2 separate regions of the Mus musculus genome follow, and region 1 is linked to region 2. Evidence: chromatin contacts called from public targeted proximity ligation data. All regions are on one chromosome and are shown on one strand. The core of a region is the stretch at or near the end of the contact, and the rest is flanking DNA. Distances in the headings are between cores, read along the strand shown.

The links.
Region 1: a contact with region 2 is called in a targeted proximity ligation map of neural progenitor cells, with 6 times the contacts expected there. A contact is called at or near these places in 3 of 39 promoter capture datasets (embryonic stem cells, hippocampal neurons and liver), 11 of 484 Hi-C or Micro-C datasets (B cells, the G1E-ER4 cell line, the N1E-115 cell line and 6 more) and 3 of 130 datasets of targeted methods (large pre-B cells and neural progenitor cells).

The regions. Positions count from the first base shown.
Region 1 is chr19:15,867,305-15,874,996 of GRCm38.p6, reverse strand. No RefSeq gene overlaps it. Among named protein-coding and RNA genes, the nearest start is that of Psat1, 54 kb to the left of the region's middle.
Region 2 is chr19:15,662,105-15,669,623 of GRCm38.p6, reverse strand. Gm46665 (a long non-coding RNA gene) reads right to left here. Exons shown (of 4, transcript XR_001782718.2): 4 at 6,701-6,740. Gm31733 (a long non-coding RNA gene) reads left to right here and starts at 5,278. Exons shown (of 3, transcript XR_001782719.1): 1 at 5,278-5,582.

The DNA of each region.
Region 1 (7,692 bases), core at 4,222-6,721, 200 kb before region 2:
TGGCCAGGAATCCCTGACATCTCTTCTTCTAAGGATATTAGTCAGAGTGGCCGAGAGAACCCATGCTAACGGGCTCCACCCACCCCTTCCCCCACTACTACTTCTTTTTTTTTAAGAGAGAGATAACAATCTTTCTCTTTTATTTAATACTTATTTATTAATTTATTATTTGTAAGTACACTGTAGCTGTCTTCAGACACTCCAGAAGAGGGCGTCAGATCTCATTACGGATGGTTGTGAGCCACCATGTGGTTGCTGGGATTTGAACTCAGGACCTTTGGAAGAGAAGTCAGTGCTCTTAACCGCTGAGCCATCTCACCAGCCCCCCCCTCCCCACTACTTCTTTAAAAGCCTCATTTCCAAATTCAGTTCCAATCCTTGTGGATATGGCTTCCACAAAGATTGTTTTAGGGGATCCAGTTCAGTTTCATGTACCTGGCGAGGACCCCCTAACAACACAGTCCTCCTTAGGACTTTAACTGTGGAAAGACATGGAAGAAAAGCCACATCCTTAGGTAAGTCCTCTGGCCTCGGCTCACACCTTACACCTGTCTTCATCGTACTTTGCAGCAAACAGTGGGTATGACCCTCTCACAGTCTTCTGCTAGCCACTTGGAGATTTGTTAGAGCCCCTCGTTTGTGGTGCATCCTAGGTTGGTTGTTTGTTCCTTTGTTTCTGGACAACCCTGCTCTCAAAAATGTTGCCTTGGTGTTTAAGAATGCTTAGCCTTTTTAAAATATGCTAAGGTTCTAGTGTTGGCTTATACTAATTATAGCTATGGTGTCTGTATTTCTTAATATGGCAAACTGGAGGAAGTAAACAGGGCCTGGAGGCAAGACCAAAAACTAGAAGGCAGAGCCTTGTCCATGACTAGGACACATCCTGAGGCAGAACTGTCTGTAACATCAAGTCCCATCCTCTAGGTGACAGGAAAGCCCACCCCCTCAAGTATGTCAGTAGAAACACTTAACCTCACCTTCCCTAGCAGTACTGTGGAACATTTGTTCCTCTTGGTTGGGTTTGAAGTCTATTGCAGGAAGTAATGCTAAGATCGATAAAATCCTCTACAAATGTGCTCAGGGAGCTTAGAACTCTTCTTCCGTTCAGCCACTCTTTGGGTCAGCACTTTATCCAGAGTCTCTTAAAACCTTCCTCAGAGTGAGGCATGGGCAAGAGGCTCATACTAATTATGAGGCAGTGGCTTGCTGATAGAACCTGGTGAGCCTGGGGCTTGGAAGCATGGAACGATCCAATGTGCACACGGAACATTTGTGTGCAACCCACAGAGTGAACTGTCTTAGATATTCTCTGGCCTCATTGGAAGCTGTTGCTGGAGAGGATCACACTGGTGCTTGGTACAGCATCCTTTGGGGTGGGGCAACTCTGGGAGAAAAACAACAACAACAACAACAAAAACAAAAACCCTATAGATTGTCTCGCAGGGAGCATTTGTTTGTTAATCGGCCAGCAGACGTTCATCCATGAGAACAGCACACGTGGTGGCTGGGAGAACCGTGAAAAGTCAACATCTGCAAACAAGGCATTCTCAATGGGGCAGGCTGATGAGACTGTGCCTTGTATTTTGGACAATAAACTCTATTTATGATAGTCTCCCGGTCATTAAGTTGCTCTGCTGTAAGAGAAAACCGAGGCTATTAACTTCTCCAGATAGAACCAGAGGGAAGAGCGATCATTTCGTTTATAAGCAGAAGGGAAGGTTCTGCTCAATAAAGATCAATTAGACATCTCTGTTAAAAGGCTGCTTGGGAGCAGGGCCAACTGGAATTCCAGTATGTTCAACCCATGTGCTGGTGTTCCCTCTACAGCCTCTTGCTCATACCTCACTCTCAGAAAGGTTTGAAGGGACTCTGGACAAAGTGTCGAAAGGTGGATGGTGGCTCTCCAGTCTGTGATTGAATGGTACTTGATCATGTGCCATGCTTCTCACATAAAAGAAACCTGTCCTATGGTCATGTAGACTCAAAATAGAGTTCTCCATGCTAATGAGGTACCTAGAGGCCTAGAGGGTTTAGTTAATAAGCTTCCCTTCCCAGACATTCTTTCCTGCACCCTGAGTAGCGGGTATAATTTTATGCATGCATTTTCCACCATGACAGTAAACTGTTTGGAACCATGGACCATCTCTTTTTCATCAAGATCCACCATGGGGAGCCATGAGGAAGGCCTTCGCCTACAGAGCTGCAGCTTAATCTTCCATAGAAGGCCTCTCTGCTCCCGGCCACAACCCATCAAGCCTGCAAGACTGCAAGCCTGCAAGCTTGCATCCACCAAGCTTAGGACACTCTCCCCTGCTGGGACAAGCCAAGCTGGAGCTCCCCCAACCCCCAGGCTAGATGCTGTCCCCAGTCCGAGGGCTCTCCAACTCTCTTTGGAACTTGGATGTTCAAGAGTCTGAGAATCCCACAGCCCCAGCTTCGTTGCAGGCCTGGGAACCCTGAAGCAGTTCTGGCTTTTCCACATTTCAGACCTTTCCCACCCCTGGAGCAGTCTCTTCCCTGTCCCTGAGGTGGTGGGGTGGGATAAGTGCAGGCAAACTCCCTGTGTTCTGCCTCCCCAACTGGCCATGCCCAGTGACAGAGCAGATGTGGCCAATGACCTCACAGTGTAGCAAGTGGGTTGGTACTGGATAAGCTTCCTTGTCATTGGTGCCTTCATGTTGGCTGGAGTTCTGATTGACTCCAGGTGGAGTGACCTTGGCTCTCATCCATTTTCATTTTAAAGAAGACATTGTTGGATTCCATCCTCCCCAGTAGTGACCTAGACATCAAAGCCAGAGGCCTGTCTGCATCATTTTCTACTTCTATGTACCATGTCATCACATACTTAGCAGTTGACCAGATGTTAATTTGTTATCCCAACATTTTTGTAGCTTAAAAAAATGGGTGCACTATGGGTATGTTTCCTGCTGTGCATGTGTGGTGTTGGCCTAAGGCTGTGGCTCTCATCTGGAGCTCTGTGTCCACCCAGTTGGTCAGCTCATCATTTACCCACTGTTGGCAGAACCCACTCCTTATGGATGCAATGAAAGGACCCCTTACTTTAATGTTTTCAGTTGAGAGTACTCAGCTCCTAGAGTCCCCGCACATTCTGTATCTCATGGCCCCACAACTTTGAAACCAACCATGGATTCTTCCAGTTACTGGAGTTGCTAGTGTCGAGATCGGGCAGTCCTGGTCAAGGCGTGATCCTGCCCATCACTTACTTGTCCCTGTCTTAGCTCCTGGGTGGTGGTCTGATAAACTGTCAGACAGAGTGAAGACTCTGGCTGATACTAAGCTTCAGCCTTTTACTTCTCCCAACATGAGATTTCATGAGATATTCCAAGTTCATGAAGACCACTGTTTCAATAGTCTGGTAGCCAAATTCAGGGGCACAGTGTCTATGTAGTGTATCTTCTTTTCTGCCAGCCTGGTGATATTCCTACACCATCTCTCTTATGCTTAGATTCTCCCTGGCCTGTCTCTGACCTCTAGACCCAGGTTTAAAGAGCCCATCTTATCCAGTCAGTCCCATGTGATTGGATGACTGGGAGATGGTATATGACACTGGAAAGGAGCATCTTTGAGCTATTTTGGAATTCTGCTACCAAAGCCAGTGAGATGACTTGATAGCTTCACTTCTGCCTATGCCTGACCCACCAGTGTCCTCCTTCCCCTCCATCATTCAGTGGTGTAGATGAAGGAGGACACAAGTGTGAATCTGACTTTGAAAGTATTCCCTAATGAAGGAGGGAGGAAGGAGGGGCAAGTCTAACATTGCTTCATGCTGGAAGTGGGGTTTCATGGTGTTTGGAAGAGTCTCACATAGATCACCTGCTTGAGACCCGACCTCAACAAGGTGACAACAAGCATTCGTGTCTTTTTTTAAGTGGCATTCTGAGTGGTCTGAGATAGGGAATCACAAATAACGGCCAGTCACCTCTGCTTATAAATACAGTGTTACACCATAGTGTTTCCTAGTCACCGGTAAGATGACTTGTCTCCATTTGAGTCACTGGGATAGAGACCTTATGGTCAACAACATCCAATGTGCTATCTGTGTCTACCCTGCTGCCTCTTGGCTAATGTGTTGCTCTTTGTCTTAGGTGAGAAACATTACTTAGAGGGCTGATGTTGTAGCTGAGTGGCAAAAATTAGCTTGCCTCACATGCATGCGGTCCTACGTACTGAAAAAAAAAATCATTTGTTGAAAAGAGGACTGCTGGGGGGGGGGTAGCAAGATGGCTCAGCAGGTAAAGTTGTCTACAGCCAAGCTTGATTACCTGACTTCTATCCATTTTACTCACAGGCTGGAAGGAGAGAGCCTGTTTCTGTCTCCTGACCTCCACATGTGTGTACTGGGACACACTCATGCCTCTGCCCCCTTCTTCAAATACATAAAATGAAAATTTAGAAGAAACACAACTTAGAGCTTGGAATAGGTCTGAATTCTGGGAAGGGTATTAGAGTTGTGTGGGGGAGCTTTGCAGGCAATTCTCAGCTCCATAGAAGCATTGCTCTCAGGCCACCCTTCCCACAGGCCGAGAGTAGAGTGTTAAGCCAGCTGTGATTGGCAGGCATGGGTCTTGCTCTTAAAACACCTCTGGACCCCTGTTTGTTTCTTTGACCTTGGCTGAGGACACAAAATGCTTACCTAGGATGACTGTATGTTCAAGAGTAGAAACATTCATTAAAGAGGCGCCACTGCGTATGCAAGGGACTCAGCCTATAAGTGAGATAGGCCTGGCTGGGCTTTGCTGATATCTGCAGTGTCCAGGCATCTTCCACAGGAGGAGAAACTTCCTGTAAAGCAGCTTCCCATTATGTGTGGCACATTGAGGACAAAATCAAGCTCCTTAGACATTCAGAATTCCCCGCAGATCACCGACTATTGCAAGAGGTCATAGCTGATTACCATACCACGAAGTCTGCGAGGGAATATTTAATTTTATGATTGAGATCCCTGGTACTTAGCAGGAAACCTCTACCCTCCCTTCTTTCTGAGGTTAATGCTTTCAAAAATCATTGCCCGATGAGCTCATGCAAATTCAGCCATCTCTAGAGTTGTCGAAGGAAAGTTTTTTAGACAAATTGCTACGCTCTTGCCACATGAATCCTCATACGATACAGGACTCCAGTAATACTTAAAGTTTCCAGGGAGTTTCATATTTTACTAAAAGGGGAAAAAAATCAATCTTGAATCTTTTAGTCCAGTGACCAAAGAATCACTTGATTGATTTTGTTCTGCTCTGCAGGTGAGCATGCAATCCGTCCCAATCTGTTCTTATTGGGTTTGAAGTTGACTTTTCCTGAGAAGTTGTAAATCAAGTGCTATGTGGATAATACTGTGATGCTAGGCCCTTGTTACAGCCACTTTATGCAGCGTATACAAACACCCCTAGGTACAGTTTCCTTCCAATGGTCTCTCCAATTCGGAGTTTATGTTTGCCACACTTGATTCTTCTTCTCGACAGCAGAGGGAGGCAAAGCTTTATGCAACCGAGCCGAGCCTTAGATCCAGGCTTCAGGAAAGAACTCACATAACAATGAATTCTGACAAGGGTGATATAGATCTGCACTTGCACACACACACACACACACACACACACACACACACACACACACGAACACAAAAGCACAATTTGCAAATGAGTTCATTTTATTTTCAGTTCTTAAACGTATCACTTTGAGAACCAAGAACAAGAAATCTGTAGAGGATGTGGGGAAGGCTTTTTCACTTTGATGAAATTTAGTGGTACCCTGAAACATTGGCTGGATAATATACAGAGTGCTTCATGGGCTGGGTGAATTAACACTCTAATCAGGCCCCATGGCTGAGTTCCAGCTAGTGGGCCCACAACTGATGGTATTTTTTGTTCTTCAGTCAGGGAAAAGCCAGAGCTACAGAAAGCTAGGGCAGTATGGATCCCAGCTGTGACTGATTTTAAGGCCTCCTAGGCAAGTGCCTTTCCTGGCTGCCCATCCACACAGGGTTGCAGCTGGGAGCTTGTGGCCTTTGTGGAAGGCTTCAGGGGGTGGAGAATTCATAGGCATTTATTCTAAGCAGCCAGCAACCTTGGCTAAACTCTTCCTCTCTATACTCTGTGGATCTGGAGGGGGCAAATGAAGAGATACAGCACCTTTGGATGGGCCATATGAAACTTTGAGTTGGTTTCACTCCAGAAATGAATTCACGAGGCAATCGAACACAACACCAAATACTTTTGGAAGCAGTCTTTGGGTGACTGGCGTGGGTGGAGCTTGCCTGCCATGGCCCCAAAATGCTACCTTGGACAAGACTCCTGACCTTCCCTGTTCTCTGTAGAATGGGGAGTGTAGTCTGATGTGCCACAGAGGCTGTTATGAATACCCAGTGAAATGTATCTTTGAAATGACCAAGAATTCTAAATCATGTATGTGGCAAATTGTGTCTGAGTTTGAGGTGGAATGAAATTTGACTGGGCCAGGAAGAGCCAAGGACTAGACTAGAGTGAAGCAGGCAGCGTGGCTGAGACCCAAAATTTAAGGAGGAGTATTCCCTTGCAGGCTGTTCTGCTGTCATCTCTGAGAGTAAGACCCTGCAAACCCATGCTTCCTTAAATGTTGTGCTCTAGACACTCTGCTTGTCTCAAGTATGATAACACTGGCCCCGATCAGGAGTAAACCCCTTGCCTGCTAACATTCCGAATGCAGTCCATATTAATCGTAGAGCAGTTCGTCTTTAGCTAACTTACATTTGCAGAGGCAAGCATGGAGAGACTATTTCTTGGGCTTACTTCCTTGTACTTTTTCATTTGTTTGCAACCTTAAGCTGGTCCTCTTGCCCCCATTTAATGGACAGTAGAGAAACATGTAAAAGAAAGAGATCTGACTCCCCGAACACACTGGAGGGCCCTCACACTTCATCGTGGAGTTGGAGTGATTCTCTTGCTCAACTGAAGATAAAATGTCATGTGACAAACACTTTGCTCCTGCTTTGCCCAAGCCTGGAGGTATTTGTTCTAGGATCTGTCTCTTTTGAAAACCAGAGGTTCCCCCCCCCCCAACCCCTGTTTCTGGTCTGCCCATCAATCTTTATTTATAATTTCTTATCTCATTTAGTAAGGCAGTTTGGGCAATAATCCATCTTTTGCAATCCCCCAGTCCAGGGCTGGGGTGCAGCCCAGAAGTAGAGTGCTTGTCCAGCATGCATGGCAGTCTGGGTTCCATCCCTGGCACAAGATGTGGGTGGGGCCACTCCCAACATAAGCGCCTTGCTCTAGTTAGTTCCATAAAAGAATCTGAGTGCTAAGAAAGCAGTCCTCAGTAAGGATGAGAGAGGGTGTCGACACCTCAGGAGCTCACTTTGCAAATATATACACACATGTGGGTATCTTCCTCAGCTCCTACTTCTAAGATGGGGGACACAGTGTAGCTGATGTATGTTAACTGGCTAATTTGACGTATCAGTGTGACCCAGGGATCTCCATTACTAGAATTTGGATGCTAACCTCATTGCCTTTGATGTCTGTCTACCTGTAGTCTACAAAGCTCTTCACTTCTACCTGTAGTCTACAGACCTCTGTGTTTCTACCTTTTCACACTTGCAAATCATCTACCGAGCTATGCATTATTTCCTTATATACCTACAAGCTTAAATGCTGGTCACAAAGGGTCGTGAGAAGGGATCTTGGGTACTGGACAGGAGGGAAT
Region 2 (7,519 bases), core at 339-2,838:
GGCTTCTCAGACTGGGTAGCTCTCCTTTTGAGGGAGAGCATTTGATTTTAACAATCAGGCTGGAGCCTGTTCCTAAATTTTCTACAAACTCCAAGGTGAAGCAGGCCCTGCTGGTCCATGGATCTCACTGAGTGGTGTGAATTCCTGGGCTAGACAGACAATCCAGGCAGCAAAGGCTAAGACAGGTAAATAGCACATATGCTTTTGTAGTATTGTCTTTTGTTGTTGTTGTTGTTTGAATTTCTTTTTTTAAACCTGCCTCAAATAGCTTTAAGATTTTCACGGTTTCCTTCTTAAGTCTCTGATGACTCTAGATAGGAAATGATCATGAGAGGCTGGCTTAGGAACGTTTTCTTTCCCTCTACTCCTTCTATGACCGGAAGTAACTTTAGGAAGAGTAACCCAGCCTCACAGACTACGCAAGTCCTGGGTTACAGGCGTGGGTGGCCAGCACCCTTTTCAGTTTGCTAGAAGCCTTAATTTGTTATTTCCTTTACCGCCCCCCCCCCCCCCCCCCGTTTAAAGTCTTCATCTAAGGCCCTCCACCACCCTGACTTGCAGCTGTTCTGGCAAAGCTCTGGTTCTCTTGGCTTCAAGTCCATATCCACCTCATCTTCACAGAGATGTCAGTCTCCTAGAGAAGACCATGTGAGTGGGGCAGATGCATAATGGCAGGTAAATAATAAATAAAGCAATAAATAAACCTCATCCAGCCCAGCCACTCCAACATCTCAGCCTCTGTGCATGCCCAGAGAACAAAAGATGCTTGAGGGAGTCCCTTGGCAGGAGCCCTGCCTGTTCTCCTCTCTCTGACCCCAAGAGGCAAGCAGGCCTGCTTGGTAAGGCCCTGCCTCCCTTCCATCTCCTGGCTCTGGCTGTCAGCCTGATGCCCTCTTAAAAGTTCATAAGGACCAGAGAGGTAAAAGATCTTCCTCATCAAGTGCTGAAAGATCAAAGAACAGAAGAGAGAGAGAGAGAGAGAGAGAGAGAGAGAGAGAGAGAGAGAGAGAGAGAGAGAGAGAGGTGTGAGAAAGGGAGGAAGAAAGCTCAGGCCAATTATTTTTCTACAAAATACTGTATGTGACAACAGCAGCAACCCCCAAAGGGCAGCGTGTAACAACAGAGCCTAATTAGAGTGATTTCGGTGTAATCATTAACTCGCATCCAACACCTACGAGAGGATTTCTGTTTAAACTAAAACATGACCTGCATGGTGGAGAGGCCTTGTAAACTGTCTCTGAAATAAAATATATGACAGGAAAGGTCAGAGCGGTTCTCATTTGAATTTCAAGTAGGGAGCTGGCTCCAGTGGCCAGTGCGGCAAGCCCGAGGACTCCTTTTCCCAGGCCTTCCTGCCAGCAGAAGCAGCTGAAAAAAAATCCTCCAGGACTAATTAATAGGATTGCAAAACAAGAATTTTTCATCTCCTGTCTCTGCTCACTTTCCCTTTTCTCCTCCCAATCAGGGCAGGAAGCAAGCATGGATGTGAAATGGTGTCTGGGGAAGGAGGTGATTTCCTGTGTTGTTGCTATGAGACAGAAGGTCACTGCAGAGGGGCCTGATCCAGACACCTGCCTGCCTTCCCTGGGCCCGGCCAAGATGGCTCTGGCCTTCCTAGCACGTCTTCCTGCCAGCCAAGCAGGGGAGGCCTGACTAATAAACTCTCTTCGCAGCAAGAATGATGCTAAGGCGCTGCTTTCCGCTGGGCTGCGTAAAAGCAGCTATCAAACCAGCAAGACACAGCTTGATTTGCAGGTCTCCAGTGAAATTTAGGAAGGCAGACTGTAAAACGTCCAGGGAGAAGGAAGCATGAAAACATTTTTAGGGAAAGCATTTAAAAAGTCAGAGACAGACATAATAATAAAAAAAAAGTTGGCAGGGAAGCTTTTATTTATTCATTTTAAAACATTGCAAGGAGCGCTGGTAACATCATTTATTTGCCTCTCTCTCTCTTTCCTTCCTTCCTTCCTTCCTCCCTCCCTCCCTCCCTCCCTCCCTCCCTCCCTCCTTTCTTTCTTTCTTTCTTTCTTTCCTAAGGCAGCCACAAAGCCAGTTGGAGTTGAATTCATTTCTTTTTAAAGCATTGTATACATGGAGATCTTTTTTGCACGTCTGTAAGTTTATAAAGCTATAACATTTAGTGTATACCATTAACTTGGCTAACCCTTCTTCCTCCTCTGCTTCCTTCCCCATCCCTTCCTTCCTCCTCCCTGGCCATCAATGCAGGGCTGTTCTTTATCATGCATACTGATTGTCCAGTTAGGAACATTTTATTTGTGTTGTGTCTTTCAAACCTTTTCCTTTTCTTTGTTTATTTTAAATGACCAGCTGGGATGAGAATCAAAGAGTGTTTTAGGCGTCCGTGAAAGAAAAGTGAGGCTTGGCAAAGCCCTCCACGACCAGGGAGTTAGCTGTCCTTGTCACCTTCAGCATAGTCCAAGTCAGTGGTGCAACCTCAGGGACAGGAATAGGTGACACTTGTTAAAGAGGAGACCCAGTTTCTCTGGGCAACCTCAGCGGGGAGGGTGACAGCTCTTAGTTACAAATTTATCAGGCAGCCTGGGATGGCCCGCAGAGTGGGCAGTAAAGAGAAGATGCCACCTCAGGGGGGATTCTTAGTCAAACCAACCCATGAGAATTCTTGCTAAATCCACCCCAGCTAGGTCCTTCCTGGGGAGACCTCCAGTAGCCTAACAACAGGGTTAAGAAGGAAGGGCTCTAATGGAGGTTGTTATAGAAACACACGGCAGTTGCTGCTACATACAAAAGACTTGCATGCATGTGCAAGCACACTGAGAGTCGCATGGGCTGGGTCAGTGTAAAGGGGGCAAATGTCACACTATACATCATATTTTATTTTTAACAGAGACACAATTGTCAGAAAATTACAGAGCACTCTTGGCTGGTCCTTTCTGCCACTAAGTTGACAGCCAAGGTGTTCTCATGCACAGCTTTGATGCAGTAGTGAACAGAATTAGATGGCTCTGGACCCTTGTGCATTAAAAGACCCTTGTGAATTCCTAAGTGTAGCTCTTCAGTTCTCAAAGCAATGCAAGTCGGATGGTGCTGATAGCCAGGGGAAGAAGACACCCCCAAGGGACAGCCCAGGCTTAGCACTGCAGTTGACTTTGGTTTTCAGCTGCAGGTAAACAAGACACAATCCTGTCCTTGGAACGGAAAGACAAAGCTCAGAGTCGGACTTTGTAGACATCTGTGCTGGTTGACACAATTAACAACTGTCTACACTGCTGTTCACACGCTCCAAGTGGAAAAACCCTTTTTCTATTGTTCGCTCAACCTTCAGTCTATATGTGTCCCATCTTAGGCTTCATTAAGTTGGCTGGTGTAGAACCTTGGGTTAATGGCCTAAAAGCCTCGGGTCGACTGAGAAGCTCTGCATAGGAAAGTTGATTTGAAGTGATAACTGAAGTTCTGATCAGGAGACCCACAATACCAAGTGATATTGGCCACTTCCAGACTGCAGGGAAACTGACCTGCAGAGGTATCTTCTATCCCCAAAGTTCCCCCTTCCTTGTCCTATAAAACCTTAAGACCTGTCACTTTGGCTGAGATTCTGTGGCCCTTCAGTGTTCTGATTAAAGAGAAGTCTGCTTCTGGAGTCACCTGTCTGTTTTCTGTTATTTCCACATAGCCTGTATCAATGTATCAATGTCCAGCTGACCCTCCTAGAACTTGTTTTCAGTTGTTGATCATTTGAATGATTAAAATTCACTTGGGGGCATGGAAAACTTTCTAGTAAAGTCCATTTTATCCATTATAGGAAGATTTTCTCCCTCCCTCCCTCCCTCCCTCCCTCCCTCCCTCCCTCCCTCCTCTCTCTCTCTCTCTCTCTCTCTCTCTCTCTCTCTCTCTCTCTCTCTCTTTCTTTCTTTCTTTCTTCTCCTCCTTGTTGCCTTCTTCCTCCCCCCTCCTCTTTCCCCTCCTTTTCCTCTTCCCCCTTCTCCTCCTCTTCCCCTTCCTTCTCCTCCTCCTCCTCCTGCCCTTCTTCTTTTCCACTATCTCTATCCCTCCCAGCTTATTCCCTGAATGGGAAAGTAGACACGTTTTGTTCCATCCCGGCTTTCTTGGTTTTTGTCCTCTGTATGGGTTCCCTGGAATTGGGAGAAGGGCAGCAAGTGTGAAAGAAGAGGGGCAAGTCTTGAGCTGGTTGGTGCTACTTGTAGCTTTCCTTTGGCTGCTTACTGGTCCTTTATACCATCCATGGATAGGCCCTGTAGCAAGCAATACCCAGATGCTGATCTCTTAAGTCCATCTTTAAACTTTGCCCATGGTAGTTTGCTTCATAGTCTCTCGGTGCTGGAGTCTACGTGCCCAGCAAGAATCTCTCTTAGGCTTCCATCAATCAAGACAAATAGCAGCTCTCCTTGTGGACTTGTGCTGCATAGGTAGGAGGCCCATACATCCCTGCAAGGCCATGTTCTGGGAGGATGAACAGAAACTGCTACCAGGCAGATGGCTCAGTTGGTAAAATACTCACCATGCAAGCAATAGGATTTAAGTTTGGACTCCCCAGCACCCATATAAAAAGCTAGGTATGGTAGGATGCACCTACAATCTTAGTAGCTGGCCAGAAAATTCAAGTTGATCCATGAAGTCTATGTTTGGTAAGAGAGACTGTCTCAAAAATAAGGTGGAAAAGCTATTAAGAAAGACACCCAGCATTTACCCTGGCCTCCATGTGTGTGTGCATCCCTACATGTGTACTAATACACACACACACACACACACACACACACATACACACACACACACACACAGAGAGAGAGAGAGAGAGAGAGATAGAGAGAGAGAGAGAGAGAGAATTTCTAGCCTTCAGGCAGCAATCACAACCACTGTTGTATAAAGGACAGATCTCCAGGTCTCTCCTACATCTTTAAACTATGCGGCCCACGTACCCAATTGCATCTGCATGGTCTAATGAATGTCTTAAACTTAGCAAGCCTCTCAGTGCCCTACCCCCACTTGTAAAAACCCCAATTGCATAGAGGAACTTCTTAACTTGTTGGTCTCTTTCACACCGAGAGCTGGTCTGTCTGTACTTATGTGTATGAGTGGGCCAGAGGGTCCAAACAGAGTATGGATGGCACCACTTAGCAAGGCCTATAGCTCTTAGGAATGCAGGGGTGATTGTAGGCTGCTGTCCTTAGCTCTAGTCTAGCTGACTTTTTGAGAGAGAGAAAAAAGCATATATATATAATAATCTCACAGTAGAAGCACAAGTAACACTTTTTGTTTTCATTTGTAAAGTGACAGTATTCAAAGCTCTTAGAGTTCCTGCTTAGATGAAATGGGAAGATGTATGTGGAGGGCCAGTTACTCTTTCCTTTGTCTCCCTCTCTCTTCTGTTTCTTTTTGTTCACTCTCTCCCAAGGTTCCTAGGATGAGGAAAGACCTGATGGAGGCAGATGGAAATCAGTACTTTCTGAGAAAGAACAGCAGTGGAAAAGGATTGCCCATTTCATTTATGCAGAAGGTGGAGCCACAGGAGGGAGATCTGGAGCATTCCCAGCCTCTTGGATGCAACAACTCAGTCTGCTGCTGGGGGCTGCTCTGCACTCCCGGTATGCACACTCTAAGTGGATTCCCTGGCACAACGGGGATTGCCCTGCCAGGCCCATCCCTGCAGGAAAGGTCTGCTAAATGACTGCAACCTCAGTACTTGGTTCTTCAGTGAGCTTTCAGTTTATAGCTTGTGAGGGAGGGGGGAGCCCTGGGAGCAGGGCTTGCACATCCTCTCATCCTCTGGTTGCCTGTAGTGCTCTCCGTGATGGATGATAGTTTGGGGTGTAATAACTGCTGTGATGGATCACAGAGGAGTATGAAAATTCATAAGGAAATGTTAGGTTGTATTTTATGGGATGCTGTCTCTGTGAATGTGTGTGTGTGTGTGTGTGTGTGTGTGTGTGTGTGTGTGTGTGTGTGTGAGAGAGAGAGAGAGAGAGAGAGAGAGAGACAGACAGACAGACAGACAGACAGACAGAGACAGAGAGACAGACAGAGACAGAGACACAGAAACAAAGAAACAGATGAAAGACACACACAGAGACAGAGAGACAGAGACAGAAACAGAGAGACAGATGAAAGACACACACATAACACACACACATAACATACACGCACGCACACACACACACACACACACAGAAGGAGAGAGAGTGAGAGGATGTCATGTCAGTGATCTTATAGAGCTATGCCATTTTCTATTTGCTCCATCGTTCATGCACAAATTCAAGGGAGACAGAAGCTTGCTCTCCAATGCATGGATGTGAATGCATGGGTGGCTTGCCAATAGGCCCTCTCACTGCCTTTGAGCCTTTGTCTCTTCCATTCACGGTGTAGCTTCAGCTGTCCCAAGGAGTAACTGTGTTTGGCTTGAGCACTCTCTGCCTTCATATATTACAGACTTGGCCACATCTGGGAGATTTTAGATTCCAAAGATGCTGGATACAACCTCCATGGGAGTAGTTTTAGCCTTGGAATCTTCAAGAATCAGCAAGAGAATAAGGGCAAAGACCATTAGCGTTTGTTTCCTCTAAGAGAACAAATTATCAGTGGGTTATAGAAATATGGCAAGAATTTCTTTTTTAATTTTATCTCTCCACGTTGAATGGCATCAAATTCTTTTAAAAATGCTTTTATATAGTATTGTAATATTGTACTTGCTTGAGCTTATCTTGGCAGCTCATCTTCTTCTGTTTAAAGGGACATCTTAGGGTGGTCTGAAAAGACAAACAAACAAACAAACAAACAAACAAAACAAAATGGCAGATGTGATGTAACATTCACCTCAGGTCTGCATCAGCCCCTCCTGTGATTATGGTGGAAACCTCTATTCTGTCTCCTGCCCCCCAAAGCGAACAGATTGGACAGGAAGCCTGCCACCCTGCCACAGAAAGGCTCTGTAGTTGCAGCTAATGGGGTGAGGTTGTCCCTTTTGTGAGAAGCTGTAGGCATGCCAAGATCCATGTAGTTCTGGACTTATATAAGTGTGAGCCACTTGTCCTTGCAGTCAGCTTGTAGAAAAGATAGTCTGCCCTAGAAGGGCTTGTTAGTACTTGTTGGAACACGATTCCCCGTTCCATAGTTATCTTGAGGAAACTGCTTACTTCTTCGTCGTACATGAATTTGGTCTTGTCTGTGCCTCCAAGTGTACTGTCAGCATCTTCATTCAATTACTCGAGACTGGCTTCTAGGACCAGATCCCCTGAGTTTCCCATGCACCAAGCAGGCATGAGATAAAGGATCTGGCAAAGGGGTGGACACTTGGCAGAACTTCCAGCAGTTGTTCATCTCTACAGCAGGAGAGGATATTCAGGTGTTTGCTCCTCTTTAAGCAGCAGTCAGGTCAACATTGGCACAAGAAAGGAGAAAGGATACTGGCTTGCCAGTCTCTTGTTTTTCATTTAGAACTTTCAAAGTAAGATTTCAACGTTTGCTGAGGTTGCTGAGGGCTATGAAGGGGCTCCTGCCAGGGAGACTGCTGCTCTGTGAGGCAGGA